Regions from separate parts of the Sus scrofa genome. Here region 1 is linked to region 2. A link is a contact called in public HiChIP or PLAC-seq data. All regions are on one chromosome and are shown on one strand. The core of a region is the stretch at or near the end of the contact, and the rest is flanking DNA. Distances in the headings are between cores, read along the strand shown.

The links. HiChIP or PLAC-seq counts read pairs in DNA pulled down with a chosen protein or histone mark.
Region 1: a contact with region 2 is called in an H3K27ac HiChIP or PLAC-seq map of alveolar macrophages. The contact joins two enhancer-like sites. A contact is called at or near these places in 12 of 47 Hi-C or Micro-C datasets (alveolar macrophages, brain, embryonic fibroblasts and 6 more) and 2 of 2 datasets of contacts at active chromatin or transcription factors (alveolar macrophages and skeletal muscle).

What each region holds. Positions count from the first base shown.
Region 1 is chr14:10,498,753-10,501,452 of Sscrofa11.1, forward strand. The region is part of intron 3 of DPYSL2 (dihydropyrimidinase-related protein 2); the gene reads left to right. Among named protein-coding and RNA genes, the nearest start is that of DPYSL2, 72 kb to the left of the region's middle. Within about 2 kb of position 1,444, at least 41 of the 83 cell types and tissues checked have an H3K27ac peak or open chromatin away from gene starts, as enhancers often do. A contact at or near this core is called in alveolar macrophages and retroperitoneal adipose tissue, where this site is marked.
Region 2 is chr14:10,462,241-10,464,940 of Sscrofa11.1, forward strand. All of the region lies in intron 1 of DPYSL2 (dihydropyrimidinase-related protein 2), which reads left to right. Among named protein-coding and RNA genes, the nearest start is that of DPYSL2, 35 kb to the left of the region's middle. Within about 2 kb of position 1,436, at least 12 of the 83 cell types and tissues checked have an H3K27ac peak or open chromatin away from gene starts, as enhancers often do. A contact at or near this core is called in alveolar macrophages and retroperitoneal adipose tissue, where this site is marked.

The DNA of each region.
Region 1 (2,700 bases), core at 194-2,693, 37 kb after region 2:
GCCCACTTTGAGGTGGGGCTCCTCAGAGCCAGGCCAGCCCAGCCCCACACTGAGTCCCTTTAGGTTGTCCCCCGGCCCTCCTTACTTTCCTGCATGCTTTCCTTCATTGGTTTGTAGTCTGGAATTTATTTATGGCCGACTTTGTGAAGTCTCCTCTCTTTTCTTTCTCTCTTTTTACTTTTTTGCTTTTTAGGGTCATACCCATGGCATAGGGAGGTTCCCAGGCTAGGGGTCAAATCAGAGCTACAGCGGCCGGCCTGCATCACAGCCTCAGCAACACCAGATCTGAGCTGCGTCTGAGACCTACACCACACACAGCTCATGGCAACTCCGGATCCTTAACCCACTGAGCCAGGCCAGGGATCCAGCTTGCATCCTCATGCATACTAGTTGGGTTTGTAAACTTTTGAGCCACAATGGGAACGCCACCTCCGTTTTCTTAACAGCAGCCTGGAGGCCACGGGAAGCAGAGTAGGGGACTTGCCTCCCCCGACCCCCATCATATGCAGGCAGGCATATGCGCGCGCACGCACGCACGCACGCACACACAAACACGCACATGCCCTGTGGTCATCATCCTGGTGCCTGGGGCCAAGGATGCTGAAGGAAGGGGGTCTGTTCGGGAAATCTGCCGCTCCTAGGGGCTGCCTCTGCTTCCAACTCTTAGGAAACTCACCTCCTGCTCTCCCCTGGAAGGAGAAAGGGGAGAACCAGGTCACTGACCCCAGCCTGCAGTTACCAAATCCCTTAGGGGATTTTGAAAATAAAAATCATTTCCATATTCTAAAAGCCTGCTGGGGAGTTATTGCCGTGATGTTTCCTGGATAAGGTCAGGTTTCTTTGCTTGCGATTGGAATTTTACAAGGACTTTGTAAATGATGATCATTTGTGTTTTCCGCTCTGCTTGGCCGTTTTTCTTGCATTTGATTGAAAATAGAATGGATGCATTTCTTTATGCCTAATACGTTCCATTTGATTGGAAAATTGTTTCCATCATGGAGACCCAGGGTCGGGAGGGGTGTGGGGAAGGAGGTTCCCGGGGAGGTGAAAAGTCTCTATTTATGTCTGTTGACAGAGGGTCTCTGTGATTCTTCCTGCTCTGGCATTTACTGTCTTTTACTTTATGACCAATGCCTACTTGCTGGGTAAACAGGACAGATTTGTTTTGCTTGGTTGAGTCTTATTCAGTTTTATGTGAAGACCGTTTGCCTAAATGAATAAATTAAAACTCCATGCCTTTCTTGTGGCACCTCGGGCTTCCTCCTCTCAATTATGCCTTTATCTGCCTCCCTCCTGCGCTCTGTCACTCTTCGTGGTTCTCCACCTGAGCCCCCTCCTGAGCCCTGCCCCTGCCGCCTGGTCCGTGGGCAGCCCTAGAGGGCGCCTTTGGCCCCACGATGCCCAAACGCTGAGCCCTTTCGCATTAGACCACAAAGCACAGCAGAGCATTTGCAGAAGACTGACTTCGTGCCAGGAATTAGGTCAAGCAGCCCTCTGTGCTCAAGACAATCCTCTTTTACTTTCAATTTATTTAACAAATGCTTATGTAAGACCCACTCTGCCAGGGACTGTTGGGAGCCCTTTACAAACACCACTTCGTGCCAACCCTGTGAGGAGGTACTATTATCTCCATTTCACAGATAAGAAAAACTGAGACCCAGAGAGGGTGAGGGATCCTGAGTCGTACAGCTAGTGGGTGGCAGAGCTGAGGTGCCCACTCAGGCAGTCTGACCGCAGAGCTCATGCTTTTGATCCCTATATGCTGAAGTAGCCATGGTTGCTGTTCTTATTTTGCAGATGGGGAAACTGAGGCACGGGGTGGGGTGGTTTAAGTCACTTGCCTAAGGCCCTAGAACTAGTCAGTGGCGGTGCCTGGATTCAACCCACAACAGCTGAGCTTGGAACCAGAGCCCCAAACTTGTGCAGTCAGTGCCCTGTGGGGTTTCCTCCTGCCCTGTTTGCAGCACACTTGGTGTGGACCGTTATAGCACTGCAGACCGTTCCCACACAGCACTTACTGGTTCTAAAAACTTACTGGCTCCCTCACATTTTTTTTTCCTCCGTGAACATGAGCCTATTTTGCTGGTGGAGTGGAGGCCCCATTGTTTGAGGGGGCCTTTGAGAGCCAACCAGCTGCCGGGCCTGTGAAGTCCCTGTCGGTCTGTGAGAATCCCCAGGACTTCAGGAGGCTTTAGCCGAATTCCAGGATGCAGATGCTAGCCTGAAGCAAATTTTGTGTCTCTCCCACCAGTGCGGGGATGTGAGATGCCATAAAGTTGGCCTGTTTCCAGACTAAGTCTCAGAATGCCTGTCTCGTTTCAGGAAACAGAGCCCTCTCCCACAGTTAGCCAACGATTTCAACATCTCTCAGAGAAATTCTACATGGGCCTGGGATTGGAAGCTTTGTTTTCTGAGGACTTTGGCTGGAATTTTCACCTTTGGCTTTCCTGGCCTGCTCCCTGGGCCACAATTTCATCATCCTGCTTTGGGACTGGCACTTCCTATTCAGTGTCTGTCTGTCTGTCTGTGAGCATTACACGGAGCTGAGAGAAAGCACAGCTTTGCTCTGTGTACCTCGAGGCTCAGGGGCTTGGGCTACTGCCTTGTCTAGTCTTGTCTGTTAACCAGGTGGCCTTAGGGGAGTCCTCTTAGGGCTCAGATCGACAAAGCCAAGAGCAGGGGCGAGGAGACAGGAGGACG
Region 2 (2,700 bases), core at 186-2,685:
TGGCCAAAAAAATAAAATAGAAAGACAAATAGAGAGTGATGATAACAGTGACCACTCTCTCATTAGGTGTTCCCACTGGATAAAGAGCAGGACATCAATGTACTTTGGGGAGAGGAAAGTCCCAGGTAGGGAGTGAGATGTGCATTTTATTTATTTATTTTTAATTTTTTTTTGGCTGCAACCTCAGCATGTGGACGTTCCTGGGCAAGGGACTGAACCTGAGTCACAGCAGTGATGGCACAGGATTCTTAACTGCTGGGCCACCAGGGAACTCTGAGACCTGCATTTTCATTCACATTCTCCCAACTTCCTCTTCTGTAAAAGGAGAGCGGGGGTGGTCTAGAGACCAGAGAGAAAATAGCTTAAAAACATTCCTGGGCCTTATCTCCGGAGATTCTAATCAACAAGTCTGCGCTGGGGCCTCAGATGATGGTGATGCAGAGATAAAGTCACTCCAGGTGATTAAGACCCAGGATCGCTGTAATAAGTGTCTCCAAGGCCTTTTCCTTTAGTCCTGAGTCATCCATCACACCAGACATGGACCAAGGGCACCAGAACCACTCTCCTCATTCGCCACCAGAGGGCAGGCCTGAGGCATGACGGCCAGATCGAGATGCTGGCTGTCTGGGTGCTGACAAAAAGACCCTAACGAAAACCTGTAGTCCCACAGAGAGTGCTGTACGAGTCAGGCAAGGACCATTGTGGGTGAGTGGGGGGGGGGGGGAAATTGTGTGCCAGCTGGAGATAAGAGGAGAAAGCCACGTCTATGAGATTTTATGAAGTGCACGCTTTCCTCTGAGCCTGATGTCCAACAAGATTTGATGAAACTTACTTCTTCTCAGAGTAAGGACTTCCTCAGGATGCTTCACAGCCTGGAGTTGACCAGCAGTCTTTCCAGTTTCAGCAAAATCAATGTAGGGCTCAGAGGGCCAGTGACTGCTGGCCCTCAGTGGGTCCCCACTCTGTGCCCCCCGTAAAGGACACAGCCACTGGGGAGGGCAGTGGGCGGGCTTGGATCCGTTGGTCCTTGGCTGGCTCTCTGCAGACTGCACCCCTTCAGGGTTACAGGCACAAAGCAAATGACTGTCATGGCCCGATTCCAGCCACAAAGAAGCAGCATCATTTCCAGTTCAGTGTCCTAGTTGGTGCCCTTGGTTTTTGGCAGAGCAGAATTCCAGTCCTTTCTCTTTGCCACTGCATTTCATTTTAACCTCTGCAGGCTGCCTTTGAAGCCACAGCCCTTGGCATCAGTTCTGCTGCAGAGTGGGGACTTGGACTCTCCTCTCCTTCGCTAGCAGTTTCTATTTGGACGTGCCCTGCTCGGTGGCATCCTGAAGGTCCCACTTCCACAGAGGCCTGGGGTGGCAGGCACAGAAGCAGAAATGATTACTCCCCTCTCTGCAAAGGGGGAAGATGAAACCAAGTGCAGTGGTGGGATGGACAGTGCTGCCCACGGTGCTGAGGAACTGAAAGCAACCCAGTCACTCCAGAGTGCCTGAGTGACAGTACTGCACCCTCCACCCCCAGTTCCCCTCAGGTTGTAGGACGGGAACATCTCAAAAGTCCCGACTGGGTGTCGTCACTCATCTATCCATACACCTCATCCTTCTTGAGCCCCTACTCTGTTGGCCCCATCATAGCATAAGAGATGAGTATGATTTTGAAAGAGGGAGTTCCCATTGTGGCTCAGTGGGTTAAGAACCTGGCATAGTGTACGTGAGGATTCGGGTTTGATCCCTGGGCTCATGCAGTGGGTTAAGGATCTGGTGTTGTCACAAGCTGTGATGTAGGTTGCAGATGGGGCTCGGATCTGGCATTGCTGTAGCTGTGGTGTAGGCTGGCAGCTGCAGCTCCAATTGGACCCTTGGCTTGGGAACCTCCATATGACGCATATGCAGCCCTAAAAAAAAAAGGAAGAAAAAGGGAGTTCTTAGACTCTGTGAGCTCACTGTTGACATGGAAGGAAAACCATGATCACCTGGTTATAGGTGAGGGCAGAGAGTGAAGATGGAATGAGATGATGAATGGTATAATACAGGCATACACGCACGAAGGGAAGGGAGAGAAAGAAACAATTGAAGAAATTGGTGCAGAGAGAAAATGATTAGAGATTCCCTGTCTGATGCTGGAGTCATTTTGGAATTGGATGTTCTCTTCCCATGTTTTCCCAGGCTTGGTGTTATGTGGCAGTTTTACTTAGGGGAGGTGTAGCTTAAAATCCAGGCAGCTATCCCTATGTCAGGAATAATAAGCTGCATGCGCACAAGGTCTCATGCAGTTCCAGGGACTTGGAGGAGAGAAGCTGGGTGGCAGCGCTAAGAGAAAGGCCTAGGTTGGGGACGTTGCTGACTTCCCAGTTCATCTCGGCAGGGACGTGGGAGAACCTTCGTTTCTTGCAATAGCAATGACAGTATTTGTTTATGCAGTAAATGTTGAGGCTCCCGCCATGGATCAGGTGGCATGCTGGTCACTGGAAAAAAAGAGAATTGCAAGGCTTTTAGCTTCTGGGAGCCAGACTGTAATAGAAGAAATGGATAAATCATTACGATGCGACAGGTTGTGTGTTACAGTAGAGGTGAACACAGGAAGCCGTACTGGACACTTTAGAGGGCGGATGGGGCAGATGCACCCACCGAGGAGGTGACACTTCAGCTCACCCTTAGAGGAAGAGAGAGGAAGAGCTGAGGGACACGTAGAGGG